Regions from separate parts of the Sus scrofa genome. Here region 1 is linked to region 2. A link is a contact called in public HiChIP or PLAC-seq data. All regions are on one chromosome and are shown on one strand. Each heading gives the region's core, a stretch centred on a gene start, on an enhancer-like site or on the middle of the called end of the contact. The rest is flanking DNA. Distances are from core to core; before and after follow the strand shown. Region 1 holds the start of GRM2 (metabotropic glutamate receptor 2). Region 2 holds the start of DCAF1 (protein VPRBP).

Evidence for each region. HiChIP or PLAC-seq counts read pairs in DNA pulled down with a chosen protein or histone mark.
Region 1: a contact with region 2 is called in an H3K27ac HiChIP or PLAC-seq map of alveolar macrophages. The contact joins the promoter of GRM2 here to the promoter of DCAF1 in region 2. A contact is called at or near these places in 1 of 47 Hi-C or Micro-C datasets (skeletal muscle) and 1 of 2 datasets of contacts at active chromatin or transcription factors (alveolar macrophages).

The regions. Positions count from the first base shown.
Region 1 is chr13:33,921,627-33,929,531 of Sscrofa11.1, forward strand. GRM2 (metabotropic glutamate receptor 2) reads left to right here and starts at 2,677. Exons shown (of 7, transcript XR_002337548.1): 1 at 2,677-5,289; 2 at 6,960-7,542. TEX264 (testis-expressed protein 264) reads left to right here. Exons shown (of 5, transcript XM_021068863.1): 5 at 1,951-2,549. The coding sequence ends at 2,243.
Region 2 is chr13:33,749,579-33,757,509 of Sscrofa11.1, forward strand. DCAF1 (protein VPRBP) reads right to left here and starts at 1,294. Exons shown (of 24, transcript XR_002337541.1): 1 at 1,188-1,294. It overlaps LOC110256236 (a long non-coding RNA gene), which reads left to right and starts at 1,422. Exons shown (of 3, transcript XR_002337545.1): 1 at 1,422-1,966; 2 at 5,472-5,643; 3 at 6,305-6,345.

The DNA of each region.
Region 1 (7,905 bases), core at 1,427-3,926, 170 kb after region 2:
GCTTGGGCAGGGAGGTGAAAGGGGGTGATTAGCTGCCTTGTGCCTGTTATTACATTGATGTATTATTTAGCTCCAGAGAGGTGATGAATATTTGATCTCCTTGCACTGGCTGTGAGCAGTGGAGGAGGGATGGATTGCCACTGAATGAAGGTGGCAGCATCATTCTCTACCCCAGCAGCCTTGGGGACTTAGGTGCCACCCTGCCTTGCCTGGCCTCTTCTGCCCTGAAACACAGGCCCAGGACTCTGAGACTTCCTCCTATGCAGACCTTGGTGGGGCTGGAGGTTTGCCACTTCCCTGCCTTTGCCAGAAGTGTCTGCATGTGTCCAGGGACTATCTTCATTCCAGCACGCTAGGCCCTTTCCTGAAGGGACACCCTTGGGCTCCTTCCTTTTATCACTCCTAGCTGGGAACTGGGAGAGGGAGGAGGAAGCCAGCTGGCAAGTAGGCAGGTTCCCATACCTGGGTCCCAAGAGAGCTCTTGGGTGGGAGGGTGGATAGAACTTAATGGGGCCAGGGAGCAATTACCCCTTTCCTTTGCTCCTTTCAAGCCTGCAGCCTCTGGAGCACCAGTCATCATTTAAGGAGAGAAAGTAGGGCTGGAGTCCTGTCCCTGGATTACAGGGAACCACCCATAACTCAGGCAGTAGTCCTGGTTCACTGTTGAATACCTCCAGCCTGGAAGCCAACACTGAGGCTCCAGCAAGAAGAGGGCCCCAGGCCAGCAGCCTGGCACTTGCAGGGCTCATCTCACCTCTGCCAGAAGGGCCCAGAGTTCATCTTCTTGGGGCCATAGGGGTTGGGGGAGCAGACCCCAAACCCCCCCACCCTCACTCTGGGCCCCAGCTGAGGCTCAATGAAAGTTCCAGGCCAAGTCCAAATGCCAAGCAGTCCCCAGCTGTGCTGAGCTCAGGGCTTCATCATCATGGAGCCAGGATCTGAGGAAGCTGGCCCACCCCTCACCTTATGTGATGTTTGATGGCTGCCCCCGTCCCCCTCACACAGGAAGGGAGGCACATCCCCCTTCTCTCAATCTGGATTCCTGCACACATTGGGCCTGAGCTCTTTGTCCCTCCTTGCCACCCCCAACTGCTGTCAGTGCCTCTGATCTGCAGTGTTGGGGGATGAATTGAGGGGCTGCTTCCGAACCAGGCAGATGAACCTGCCTGAAAGACATGTTAGGGGTAGGAGGAGTAGGTTGGGAGGGGTCTCAGGGCTCTCCAGCTGCTGATGGTTGGGGGTGGGTAAGGGCTCCTCTGGGGTGATCCAGGCATAGAGGAAGAAAGCCCTTAAAGTGCTTAAAGTCCCAGCACCCTCCTCCCACTCAACTGGTTGAGGATTTCTCAGGACTTCTCCATCCTACTCCTCCCCCGGTTTCCTCCTCAGATTGCGGTTCGGTGTGGGCCAGAGGCAGGGGCCAGCCAATTCCCTGGATGTGGGCACTCCTTGGGGAGCCCTACATAGGGCGAGAGGGACAGGAGAGTGGGCCTCCTGGTCCCTTCTATCTTTGAGCCTTATGGGGAGTGTTCTACATCTGGCCTAGGAAAAACCTCTCTCCAAGCCTGGAATGGGGAGTGGAGGAGGGGACTCTATTTGGGTCTCCTTGTTCTTCCCTCAGCTCCTTATCTTGGGGCTGAGTGGTCCTTAGTGGACTGTTGGGGACCAGCGAGCAGCAGGCTTTGTGGAAGCGCAGGAAGCTGAGGGTAGGGAGAGGAGTGCATTGCAGGCTGCCCTCCCTCCCTGTTCTTTCCCTCTGCCCTATCAGTGCAGCCCCAGTCAGGGCAGAGGGCAGAGAGCAGCCAAAATGAGCCTCTTGAGCCATGAGTAGCTTTATTATTCATGAGCGCACTGTGTATGCTGACTTGCTGGGCTGGTGGTAGAGCCTCAATCCTCTCCCTGGAGGAGAAGGTGGGGGTCCTAACTAACCTGTGCTTCCTCTTCCTGATCCAGGAGCTGATACCATGAGTGACTCAAGTTCTGTAAGCCTGGAAGTGGGTCCTGGCAGCCGGGAGACTTCAGCGGCCACACTGTCCCCTGGGGTGAGCAGCCGTGGCTGGGACGACGGTGACACCCACAGTGAGCATAGTTACAGCGAGTCAGGCGCCAGTGGCTCATCCTTTGAGGAGCTGGACTTGGAGGGTGAGGGACCCTTAGGGGAGCCAAAGCTGAGTCCTGATGCCGAGCCCCTGGGGGCTTCCAAGTGGCCCCGGGAGCCCAGTACTCCTGAGAAGGGCGAGGAGTAACCTGCAGCCTGCGCCTTCCTATGGTGCATTGCTAAGGAACTGAGCAGACTCTTGAGCCCTCTTCCTCCTCCACCTCCTGGGCTCAGGCTGGGGCCAGGGGTCTCAGGGAGGCCTGAATTCTGCTACCCTGGGCCTCTAGCTAAGCCTTCTCCTCACTGCCCTCTCGGCTACCAGAGCCAAAGGAGCCGGGACTGTTGTCTGCACTCAGCCCTTGAACACAGGGTGCTACCCTTGTTACATCTCTTTTTCAGATTCATGTTGAAGCTTCCAGGACCCAGAATAAAGCAAATGATTTTCTTTGTTTCACTGGATTTGTACTACGCACTTGTTCCAACTTGGGGAGCCCTGTGCAGCTAGGCCAGGAGTAGGCAGGAGCATCCTCAACCTGAGGAGAGGAGGGAACTTGGCCAGGTACCCTGGGGTAGGGGGAATTGGAGGCCATTCACTCCCTGCTCTGAGACCCGGATTGACAGCTGCTCCTCATTGCAACAGCCGCAGAGGCTTCCTCCAGGCTGGAGAGCAGGCAGATCAGGACAAGGGGTCTGAAAACTAGCATGGGGTGCCCTCCCGGGCTCAGGAGTGCGGAGCTCATGGCCTGCCTTTGCTTCCAAGGGATGCTTTTGTGTCTGTGGCTAGAGTGTGCATGTGCTCACACTGTTATCTGCTCAGCTGGTGAGGATGTCCCCGCTCTGCCTGCCAGTGCCTGCATGCCTGCATGTGTGCATGTGCACGTGCACATGCCTTTGATAATTTGTATGTAACCACGGATGGGTCAGGTGATGGTGATCCTCAGTGAGTCTGTGCCCAAGTGGGCATCAGGGTGTGATGGTGGCTGGGCATGACTACTCATGTAGACAGCTTTGTGGCTGTGTGCACGTGTTGCTGTGCCTAGTGTCTAACTGTATGTGGTTGTATTATAGGGATGTGAGGCTGGCTACCTGGAAGGGTCGCTCTGGGGGCTTTGTCCAAATATAGCTATCTGTGTGTAGCTATGTATTTGTGTACAGCTTTATGTGTGTGGTTGTGGTTCATGTGTAAAGCTGTTTTTCTGTGTCCATGTGTAAAGCTTTAAGTCTGTGGACATGTCTATATGTACAGCTACATATGTGTCCATGTGTATAGCTGTGTGTGTGGTTTTGCATTCTGCTGTTTGTATGGCCTTATTCACATGTATAGCTCTGCATGTAAGACTGGGTGTCTGTCTTTGTGTGCACAGCTGGAAGTGGTGGCTGCATAGCTGGGTGTGTAACTACACATCTGTGTGCTGCCTCTGGACTGCAGCTCATTTGCTGCAGGCCAAGTAATGGGCCACTCAGGCTTGCGCTGCATTGAAAGCCCCATGTCTCTTGTGAGGCTGCCTTGGTGAGTGGACTGGGATTGTTGTGCAGCTCCCCTCACCTCAGCACCTTACTGCTCTCAACCCCTCTGCTCCAGGGGCCCAGCCCATCACTCGCTTACCCTAGGGAGAAGTTGCTCTGTAGCTGCCAGAGTGGGTGAGAGCACCAGGAGCCTGAAGACAGCATGTCTGTCTCACCAGCCCTGTCTGACAGCTCTGAACCCTCATCCTGCTGCCACCTTGCCTCCTATTAGTGATGGAGTTTGAGTTTGTTGGGGTTCGATGTGTTGGTCTGTTTCACAGCTGTGCTCTTTCCCAAGCAGTAGGGCATTAGGCTTCTGTGTCCAGAGGAAAAGCCTTACCTTCCTTGATGAAAACCCTCTGTGCTCCCCTTCCCCAATGACCAAACTCACATGTAGGTGTGTGTACCAGAGGGACCTGGGCTTAGTGTGTGCTCACTTGCTCATGTGTCTGAGCTAGCCTTGCCTCTACTGACACCTGTGGAAGAAAGGCCTGCACCAGGGGAACATGTGTAGAGATGCTGTGCCCCTTAGCACTTCGTGTTTGTGTGCTATGGCTCTGGGACTAATTCTGGGTGCAGGCTCCCTCCCCAAATCCTTCAGCACAGTCTGGTATTGCAGATTACCCACCACTACCTCCCCAGGGGCATTCTTCCCCACCCTGCAACAGAAGGGAAAAAGAGTCAAGAACATCTCCTCAGAGCTGTCCTCCCTCTGCTTAGGCTCCAGCTCTCATTCCCTCCTACGCAGCAGCCAGTTTCAGGAGCCTCTTCCCCAGCCCCCTTCCCTCCCAGATCCCCCTGCCAGCCCCAGCTTGTCCCTCAGGGTTGACTGTTATCCCTGGTCCTATAGGCCCCCCCTCCCCATGTTGCTGTCTCTTTTCCTTTGCACATGAGACTGGAGGTTAGTGGAGGGGTGGGGGAAAGTCACTGCTTTGTTTGTGGGGGGCAGGGGGAGTAATATCTCTAAAGGTCATCTGCAGGAGGGAAGAAAAGGTCCCACCCTCCTCGGACCTCACCCTCCCCACCCCATTTTTTCCTCCTAGTGACTCAGGCCCTAGCTTTCACTTGGTGCTGAAGACACATGCCCTCACGCCAGGCCTGGCATGTGGACTGACTGCAGTGCATGGGTGGGCAGAATGGATGTGAGGACAGGCCATCCACCTGTCTCCCACGTGCCCCTTTACTTACCTCCAGTGACAGCCCACAACTCTAGAACCAACTCGGCTGCTCTCAGAGATGGAAGCCCATAGCACTGTGTGCACCTCCGGGGCTCAATGACCTTCCCAGCCCCTTGCCCTATGCCCGCTGCTTTCTGGGACGCAGTCTGACTTGAGCAGAGGGGGCCAAAAGGCACCTGCTCCAGCACAGAGCGCGAGCACCCAGAGATTCAGCACCACGCGGTGGACAGCTCCGGGCTGGTGGTCCTGAAGTAGAGGGGAGGCTGAAGGAGTCCGAAAGGAGGCGGAGGCCAGGTTGGGCGCGGGAGATCTGGAGGAGGAATGGAGGAGGGGCTGGGGGCGGGCCGGGGCCGGGGGCGGGGCGGGCTGCGATTGAAAGCGCCAGTTGAGCGGGCGGCATAGAGCACAGAGCCGCGGAGCTAGCAAGCGAGCGAGGGAGCTATCGGGAGCTGGAAACCCGCGCCCCCGGCTCCTCTCCGTTTCTCGCCGTGCCAGAGCCAGGTGCGCAAGGTAGGATAAGCCGGGTGGTGCCGCAGCCGCCGCAGACCTTATCGATCCTGACCCCACGTCCGGGAGTCCCTGGGGCCCTCGAGCTCAGGGGCTAGCTAGAGCGTCCAGACCGTGCTCACCAGGAGCTGCGAAAAGCGGGAAGAGAGCCCCCCGTGTTCCGCTTTTCTTCCCCAAAGAACGCACACCCTGCATCTAGCTCCCTCATTCCTTCTGCCCCTCCGTCCTTTGGTCAGTGTTTCTATCTGTGCCTCTGTCTTTGTCTCAGCCTCTCAGGCTCCATCGCTCCCTCCCCGAATTTTGTGGTCCAGGCCCCCAGCTGCCCTCTTTTAGGATTCTCTCCCCCTTTAGGGTTCCGTCCCTGTTAGAGCTCTGGTCCTAGGTGCCCCCGTGGGAAGCTCATGGTCTTGACCTGTTTGGGCCTCAGCCCCCATCTGGGTCCCTGTGTTGGTCTTCATGCTTGCCTCTCTCCTGTTTGTCTGCTTGAGCTGCTTCTTTCTGGGTATCCACAGGATCACAGTCCCCCTGGCCTGGCCTGGTCCCAGTGGGAGATTAACCCTGGGGAGTTGAGGGGGCAAAATGAAGAGCCCAGTCTCTGTGGACAGGGCCTGGGGTCCTTGAACTAGTTCTGCCCTTCTTCAGGCTCAGTTTCCCTCTCCTAGCCTTCCCAAGCCTGTGTGATTTTGAGATCCTATGTGAGATGGGTGCCTGGGAGGGCAGCTGGAGCACAAATGATGAGGTGCAGAGTGGGAAAGGGAGACAGGGTCTCTGAGGGCCAGGACCAGGGTAAACAGGGCCCTGAGGTTGAGGATGGGGAAACTAGAGATCGTGATTTTTCTCTGCTTGATTCTGAGCTGAGGAGAAAACAAAAGCAAAAAGTCTCAAACGTCATTCAACATAGAGCTAAAATGTCCAAAAAGTCTCACCTTGAGCTGTTTTGTAATCTTGACCAGACAAACTGCCCCCAACCCATGATACACACATACAGTCTCATCTACTTTCCCTATTGATTTTAGGATCTGTGGCCACTTCACTGTCCCTCCCTGGGTCCAGCCTCTCTACCTTGCTTAACTTCCAGGGCCTAGAGACTATTACTTCCTCAGTCATGGAGCTCTGGGGATGGCTTTTTAAGAACCAGAGGCCAAGGACACCCCCCCCCCCCGCCGCCTTGGGTGCTCACCAGGGCTCCAGTTTCCCTAGTGGTCATAGACTAACTACCCTTTAGAGGGTCTTCCTTCCCTCTTCCCTGGTGGGTTCTCCACCAGCAATAGCTCCTCTCTGGAAACCTAAGGCTCAGGGTGGGGACTGGACCCCTAAGTTTGTCACTGTGACCTGCTGCAAAGCTGTTGACTTTGGGGTCCCAGGAGGTTTGTGCAGGGTGTTGGACATTCTTCTAAGTCTCCTGTTTTCTCTTTGGGCCTCTACTCTCTGCAGCCCTGCATCTCTGCTAAATTTGGGATGGGCACAGAGCCCATCTCCAGTCCCATATCAGAGCAGGCCTGTGAGACAGGCCCAAGGGTATGTCCCAGGAGTTTAGTCTAATTAGGAAAACCACCTCTCCATGGCTCCTTAGCCCCAGGGAAAGGAGTTTAGGGGAGGCAGAGTCAGAAGGGGTAGCCACCCTCGGGTTCCACTTCTCCCCTACCTGTTTGTCTGTCTTTCTTTCTCTGCAGGAGCTGGGTCTCTCCTCATCCTCTTCCTGTCTGTCCTTTCCTGGTCCTTTTCCAATTCTCTTTGCCTTTGCTGCTTCTACCTTCATCTCCTGGAGGCCCAGGTCTGCTGGACCCATCCATCCCCTTTGGGGCCATGGGATCACTGCTTGGGCTCCTGGCTCTCCTGCTGCTGTGGGGTGCTGTGGCTGAGGGCCCAGCCAAGAAGGTGCTGACCCTGGAGGGGGACCTGGTTCTGGGTGGGCTGTTTCCTGTACATCAGAAGGGCAGCCTGGCAGAGGAGTGTGGTCCTGTCAATGAACATCGCGGCATCCAGCGCCTAGAGGCCATGCTTTTTGCACTAGATCGTATCAACCGAGACCCGAGCCTACTGCCAGGTGTGCGCCTGGGGGCACACATACTCGACAGTTGCTCCAAGGACACACATGCTCTGGAGCAGGCACTTGACTTCGTGCGTGCCTCACTCAGCCGTGGTGCCGATGGCTCACGCCACATTTGCCCCGACGGCTCTTATGCCACCCATGGTGATGCTCCCACTGCCATCACTGGTGTCATTGGCGGCTCCTACAGTGATGTCTCCATCCAGGTATGTGGGGGCTGTTTAATTGGGGGTTGGGGAGGGAGGCCAGAGGTGGGGGCCTGGAATTCCTGCCGGTTAGGGACTCTGAACTATGATGGATTGGAAGAAGGACTGGAAATTTCCTTTGAGTAGCTTTTTATAGAGACTAAGAAAGTGCTCCTATGACATATTTGAGGTCAATTTATAGAGATTTTTGTGGAAGGAAAACATCTCACTTCCAACACACACACAAACATCACCACCACTCCTACCACCCCCAACCCCAACCCCCACACACCTGATGTTAAACAGCCCTAAGAAGCTTAATACGCCTTTTGAGTCAGAACTCCAGGTTTGAATCCTGGCTCCCTCACTTACTGTGTGACTCTG
Region 2 (7,931 bases), core at 44-2,543:
AACTATACAAGTTCACATAAACCTTAAAAGTAAACTCCCGTAAACTTGGACAAGAAAATTACAGAACAATGCCAATGAACCTCTCACTCTGTACATTAAAAAGCTTTTAGAACACGAAGATGCTGCTAATAATCATTAAAACACGTAGGCTAATTAAAATCCTTCATTGAAAAGACAGCGTAAGAAAAATTGAGGCCAACGTGACATAGACAAGGACAAGTCAGCTGGGACTCAAAAAGAACTACTACAAACACTCCAAAACTACTTCAACACAAGCGAAACCCGAGTGCTAACATGCAGTAAGAGGAAGTGAGACCAAAACCGTCTAGGAAGAGAGAGTTAAGCCAAACGCCTGACACCCAGTTAAAAACGACTATAACCCCCAGAAACAGGCTCCTGAGAAACTTGGCGGGTACTCCAAGGTTTGGCTCCAAGCTGCAGGACCCACACACATCTCATTCCACCCCTCCCTTCCACCATGGGAGTGGGAGGAGTGCCAGGAGAGCTCCGCCCCCTCGACCCATTACGGTGCCCAGCTAGTGCCGGGGGAGGCGGCAAGAGGCCGAGGAAGGGGGAAAGCCCTCCCAGGTGGCTGGAGGCGGAGACAGTATAGGAAAGGGGGGGGGCGTACAGCAGGAAGATGGAGGCCCCCAGTCCGTACGGAGGAAGACGGGGGGGACTGGAAGGTGAAAGGTGATGAGGGAAATAAGAGGCGCCCCTCCTCCAGGTAGGGGCGGGCACAGCCTTGCCCCCTACTCTGGGCTGAAGAGTTACTCTAGGGAAGTTTCTTTTGCCGGCTGGAGCAAGAACGTGAAAGCCCCGCCCCTGAGCCAAGAATCGGGAGGAGAGAAAGTCCTGTCAGGCCGCAGACCAAGCCTCCCCCGAGGCTCGGCCCGCCCCCTCTCCGCCGGCGGCCCAGGCAGGTGCCGCCCCTCCCCCAGTCCGGCGCCCACTCTCCCGCCCGCCTGGCCCGGCGCCCTGTCTCCTCGCGCCACTCCGAAAGAGCCGTCTCCCTCCTTTCTCTACTCACCTTCCCAGGCGGCTCCGCCGCACCCCCCTGACCCCGCCAGTGGCCACAGTTCACACACACAGCCTCAGGTCCCGCACTCACTCTCCCTCACTCACACACAGTGCGACCACGGCTCCAGAGCGGCCCACATATTATGCGTCACTCGCGTGCTACGTACCCCGCGCACGCGCGCGCGCGCGCGCCTCTCCCGACTTGGCGCGAGGCTCCCTGGCAGAAGGCGGGAGGAGAAGGCCAGGGTGAGCGGAGGAATATCGACGAGCCCCAGAGCCGCCTGGGAAATGGAGTTCCGCCTCTATGGGAGGGGCCCGCTAATCCTGATTGGCGTTCGAGCACTTTGCCCCCGCGCATTGGCTTCTGGGAAGTGTAGTTTTTAGCGTAAACGCGAACTGCTACATACTCATTGGTTACTCAGGAAACCGGAAGCGTGAAGTGAAAGACCCGATCCTCCCAAGCTTAGGCTCTAATTGCTAAATACCCTCTCAGTATCTTATTCGGTCCTGGGTGACAAGGGCCTTTGCTTTATTCTCTCATTTGCCCCATTATACCTAGAATATACCAGGATCTAAGAGTATTTCCCAAAGTATATGTGAAATGCCAGCACTCATTTAACAGAAGGCTCTGTTTTTTTCTTTGTCTTTCTGTTTAAGACCTTGCCTGTAGGATCAATAAATATTCATCCTAGGTATTATATGTGAGGCAGAGAAAAGGAAAAAAAACCAAAGACATAGATTAAGACAGGGCTGACCTCAGAAGCCATCTAATTTAATTCCTTTATTTTACAGGTGGGAGAAGAGAGACCAGGTCATACTGAGTGACATGACTAACATCACACAACCAGTTAGCCGCAGAACCAGAGCGACCCCTGACTCTGACACTGGATTTCTTTGACACTGGATTTCTTTTTTGGAGGCATGAAAGAGAAATGTAGCTCCATGGGTAAGCAGAATCTCTCCTGGACAAGATCCTACCAAGGCTTTATTTCTGGGAGTTCCTGAGCAAGTTTCTGTACATTTTTATGGAATTCTCACAGTCAGCACTCTCACATGAGGAACATGGAACATAGCAAGCCTGCTGCCATGCTCACGTTCTATAGCTAGTAAGAAACTAGCAAGAGCCTAGATGGTGGGTCTCTTGATTCTGTTTCCCACCAGAGCCCATTGCCCTCTTTCCAGAAAGAGACTTCCCTCCTTCACTTCAGTGTGTAACTTGAAGCAGCTACTCAGGCACAAAATTCTACAATGATGGGTGGCAGTGCTATAGAAGTGTGTCTTCTCTCTGCACCTCTGTCTCTCTGCACCTCTTTCATGTCTTGTAACTCTCTGTCTCTGTGGTTCTGGAACTTTGCTGATCTCAGTAATGGCCGCTAGGACCCCACAGGGTAGTACAGTTAGCCGCCTATACAAATGAGAAATCTGAGCCCAGACTGTGGCCCAAGGAATGGGGCCCAGGTTCATGGGTGCAGAGAGCCTGGACCATAACTTCCTACATCAATCCTCCTTCAGCTGACTCCTTCAGCTGACTTTCCTGCCATGCCTCCCTGGGCTCTGAACCCAAAATGCATGAGGATGGAGCATTTAGGACTTAGAAACTTTCCCTCTGTCCTTGATGTAACCAGTGTGGTTGTGACTTCCCCACTGACTGAAATCCTGAAAGGAAGAGAGCCCTCGTGGGAACCCAGGGTCCAGCTCTCCTGTTCCTGGCACATCCCCAACCTGCCACCTGATGGCACTGTTCCCCTTCAGAAAATCAGCCTGGGACCCTGGGTAAATGATGGGAATAAAGGGTATTCCAGAGGGCCTATGGAGGAGCCAGGGCCCAGGAGGCTGGGGAAGTAGAACAGGAGCTAGCTACACAGGCCCTGTCCAGCAACCTCTCCTTCCAGAATCTCTGTTCTATAATGCCTGTAGCCCTCCTACCTCTCCCAACACACACACACACACACACACAGGCACTCACAGAGCCACATACCTGCAGGCACTCCCAGACTCCTGCCCCAGGAAGAGGAAGAGACTGCACTCAGGTTATCGGGGCTGTACATACATTTTAAGCATGCTCATTGATACATTTCACAGGCCAGGCATATGTGTCAGAGATACAAGCATGCACTCCTGTGCATTGGCACCACTCCTCACAGCCAACACTTTGACATCTAAGTATGTGCAAACACAAAGCTCCAGATAAATCAGGCCCACACACCCAGCTTGGTCTGGCACATCATGCCTGAGTCATTGGAAAAATATTCCTTGGCCTCTTTGGAAGACCATTTCTGGACTCTCTCTCTCTCTGTTCTGCCTGTGTCCATCTTTCCCTGTGGTATGTCTCAAAAAGAAGCATCCAGTATCCAAATGGGCAAGAAGTCTTGCCTGAGGGCTGCCCAGTCACAGAGGAAGGGCAGGAGTGGCCCAGCCCTGGCCCAAGCACCAAGGTCTACAGGCTTAGGAATGTTCCATCCTGCCCTCATTCCCCACTCCTGCCCATACTCTGGGGCATCAAGTCCTCTGGGCTTCAGGATGCTCTTCCCCTCTGCATCAACTCCTCTCATCACTTTTCTGCCACTTCTCTCTGATCACTTACTTCCAGGCTCATCTTACCCAGGTGCTACCATCAGCCCATCCCCACTCTGGTGCTGCCATAACTCCTGTGTCTCCTTCTGTCCCACACCCACTATCACTCTACTGTTGGCTGAACAAGACTGCTACCGCAAGTGTCCAGGGTCACAGGAGCCACCAAAGAGGCTCGGGGCTTCCAGATTCTGGGGACCCCCAACCTGGACAAAGAGGAATTGTTAAAAAAAAAAGAGGGAATTCTAATCATTCACTTGGTACCCTCCCCCTTCCTAGGAGCCCCTCTAGCCCCCTAGAAAGCTGGAGCACTTGCTCAAGTGATGTGCAAAGCAACTACCCCTGTGTAATTACATCCATGTCCACTATTCTATGTTTCACAGAGGGAGAAATGGAGGCTCCACCTTGTCCTGTAGCCATAGACACTGCAGTCCCCAGGAATCAGTCCCCTTCCTATTCCTGTGGCCCAGCTTCATAGAGGGGCCTGAGACTCAAGTGGGAAGTGAAACAGCAATGCCCCCCAACCTCACCCCCACTCCCACACACCAGGATCCCATCCATGAGGAGCCCCAGGCAATATATGTGACATACCTAGACTTTTCAAAATTATTATCTGAAATTAAAACTGAACTGGAGGAATTCCCTGGTGGCCTAGTGGCTAAGGACCTGGCATTGTCACTGTTACTGCTGTGGCTCAGATTTGATCCCTGGGCCAGGAACTTCCACATGCTGCAAGTGCAGCCAAAAATAAATAAATAAAATAAAGTGTGTGCAGAAGATACTAATAAAAATGCTTTTTTTAAAAACTGCACTGGACAGTCTATATTTTATCTAGCAGATCCACCTCAGAACCACTGCTCAGCCAGACTTCAAGGACTCCCCTTGGTGGTTCCCAGGGCCTCACTTAAATCATCTGAATAACAGAAGTAAATCAGAACAGCTGCCTCCCAGTGGGTCTCATTAAAGATTAGAGAAGCCAAGCAATCAAGGGTCCCTTTTCCAAGAGCTGATCTGGGTAATATCAGGCTCAAATTCCCCCCTTCCCTCCTTCTCTCTTTAACCCTGTCGCTGATGGGCAGGGCTGAGAAAACATTTTCCTCTTTATTGGCAAGGGTTTGCAGAAGGAGATTGGCCACAGTTGAGTCTAGCTTTGGAGGTAAACAGACCTGCATCCTAACACTGGTGTTCCCATTTACCAACTAGGGTGGCTTAATTTATTTTTCAAGCTTCAGTTTCTTCAGCTGGAAAATGGGATAAATAACACCTCCTCTCTAGCAGTTGTGAAGACTAAGCATGATCATGCATCTCAAGTGCTTAGCTTGGGGCCTGGCAGGCGGGAGGTGCTAGCTAGGTGATAGCTGTTCCTATTGCGATCATTCTTGGTCCCTGACTGTCCCTGTTGCCTTTCTTCAGGATGACCTCAGCCCTGGTTGATTTCTATTTGCCCCCACTTCTACTGCCAGCTGAAAGAGCTCAAGCTTTCCTCATCAAAATGAAAAACAAGCTCCTTAAACAGAAAACCCCTAGGGCACATTTTCAGATACACTGGGAAGTAACTACTCTTAGGGATCATCTATCCACTCTCTGTCCCAGCACAGAACTGAAAAATGAGTAGATTTAAGAGGATCTGCTCCCAGTGGCTAAGTGACGAGATCCTGCTGTGTAGCACAGGGAACTATGTCTAGTTACTTGTGATGGAACATGATAGAGGATAATGTGAGAAAAAGAATATATATATATATATATATATATATATACACATACATGACCAGGTCACTTTGCTGTACAGCAGAAATTACAGAACATTGTAAACCAACTATAATAGAAAAAAATAAAAATCTTAAAAAAAAGGGGAGACTGGAGCTCAACTTCTCTCCTAGAAACAGCAAAATTCACACAACTAAAGGCTGAGCAATCTTCAACCAAATGGACCAGAAACCTTCAAAAAGATATCCTACTCCAGAAGACAAAGAGGAGGCCACATTGAGAGGGCCACACCTGTGGCATGTGGAGGTTCCCAGGATGGAAGTCAATTTTGTACAAAAATCATAGGTAATCTCACTATCTAGAGAAAATCACTTCTAAATATTTTGATGATTCTACCTACCTACCTACCTATATACCTGGATATGTGAACATATATTTAAAAAAGAGACTCTGAAGATATATTTAAGACTGTATCTTGTATATTATTTATGATCTATTTATTCAGTTAATACAGTGTTATTTTTCATGTCACTAAACAATCTTCTATAATGTAATTTAAAAATGAACTATAGGAGTTCCTATTGTGGCACAGCAGAAACAAATCTGACTAGGAACCGTGAGGCTGCGGGTTTGATCCCCAGCCTCGCTCAATGGGTTAAGGATCTGGCATTGCCTTAAGCCATGGTGTACATCGCAGACGTGGCTTGGATCCAGGGTTGCTGTGGCTGTGGTATAGGCTGGCAGCTGCAGCTCCAATTGGACCCCTAACCTGGGAACATCCATATGCTGCAGATGCAGCCTTAAAAAAAGACCAAAAAAAAAAAATTACAGCATATCACATCTTTTAGAGATAATTATTTTTCATATTTTATATATTTAATTTATATAATATACATATTGATGATATATAAAATATAACATTCTATTTATTATTAAATACTTATGTATTTAAGTTATTTGAATTACTTCAAATTATCAAATGTTTTTAAATATTTGTTGCTTTCAGGAGTTCCCGTCGTGGCGCAGTGGTTAACGAATCCGACTAGGAACCATGAGGTGGCGGGTTCGATCCCTGCCCTTGCTCAGTGGGTTAACGATCCGGCGTTACCGTGAGCTGTGGTGTAGGTTGCAGACGCAGCTCGGATCCCGAGTTGCTGTGGCTCTGGCATAGGCTGGCAGCTACAGCTCCGATTGGACCCCTAGCCTGGGAAACTCCATATGCCGCTGGAGCGGCCCAAGAAATAGCAAAAAGACAAAAAATAAATAAATAAATAAATATTTGTTGCTTTCGATTTTGCACCTCATTGTAATCTCATGTATGCAGACAAATATTTTCACAGATATTTATTTATATACTTAGAATAAATTCCTGGGATATAACTGCTGAGGCAAAGAAGGAAAAATACATGCATTTTTTTTCTTTTAAGAGTTTTATAGTTCTAGCTCTTACATTTAGCTCTTTAATTCGCTTTGAATTAAAGTTTATACATGGTGTGAGGTAGAGATTCAACTTCATTGCTTTGTATGTGTCTACTCAATTGTTCTAGTATCATTTGTTGAAAAACTATTCTTTCCTTCATTAAAAGGTCTTGACATCCTCCTCAAACTCAAAAAAAAAAAAAAAAAAGAGGATCTGCTCCTAGGCCACATAATGCTTGCAAAAGCTATCATCCATCAAGGGTGAGAGCAGTCAAGGCTGAGGAGCCCCTTGGATGTGAAGCCAAACATGTCACCTACCCTAAACCAGCCTGTCAACCCTGCCTCCTAGTTGAGATGAGGGCTACATCTGGAACTCTTGCCCAAAGCACTCTCACTTCTTCCCTGGGGTCCTCTGACAGGATGGGGATATCACAATGAAAGTAGAAGCCAGTGGGGATGGCAGAGATGGGCCACCCTCACAATGGACCTGCCCAGCAAAAACAGGAGCTGGAGCATGAAAAGTGCCAAACTCTTCTCTCCAGTTATACCCAGGACCTATCAGATCCTGGAGCCTGACTGCCAGTTATCATCCTTGCTGGCTCCTTGGGCCCTGCCCTTCCCAGAAGCTATGCACCAGCCAAGAGTTAGAGGGTGGGGAACAGGTGCAGGAAAGGTAAAAAGAAAGCATCTTCAGCCTCTTTTGCATCAGATTCCTAAAATCATAAATCCTTCCAGGAGGAAACAACAGTGGGTTTAGCACTGGAGAGAGAAGCCCTTGGATTTTGACAATGCCTGTTTGTAGTCAAAATATTTTCCCCAGGATTCAGGGCTTTCTGTCCTAACCCACCTGAAGATACTCTGGATGCTGCTGGGACAGACCCTGATGAAGAATCAGGTCAGAGAGTTCCCACCATGGTGCAGCGGAATGGAATCTGACTAGGAACCATGAGGACTCAGGTTCGATCCCTGGCCTTGCTCAGTGGGTTAAAGACCTGGCATTTGCCGTGAGCTGTGGTGTAGGTCACAGAGGTGGCTGGGGTCCTGCGTTGCTGTGGCTGTGGTGTAGGCCAGCAGCTGTACGTCTGATTACACCCCCAGCCTGGAAACATCCATATGCCTCAGGTGTGCCCCGCCCCGCAAAAAAAAGGTCAGGTCGGATAAAGCTTCCCAGCCTATCAGTTCTTTCATTTTGAAAGACCTGGAGAAGAATGAGC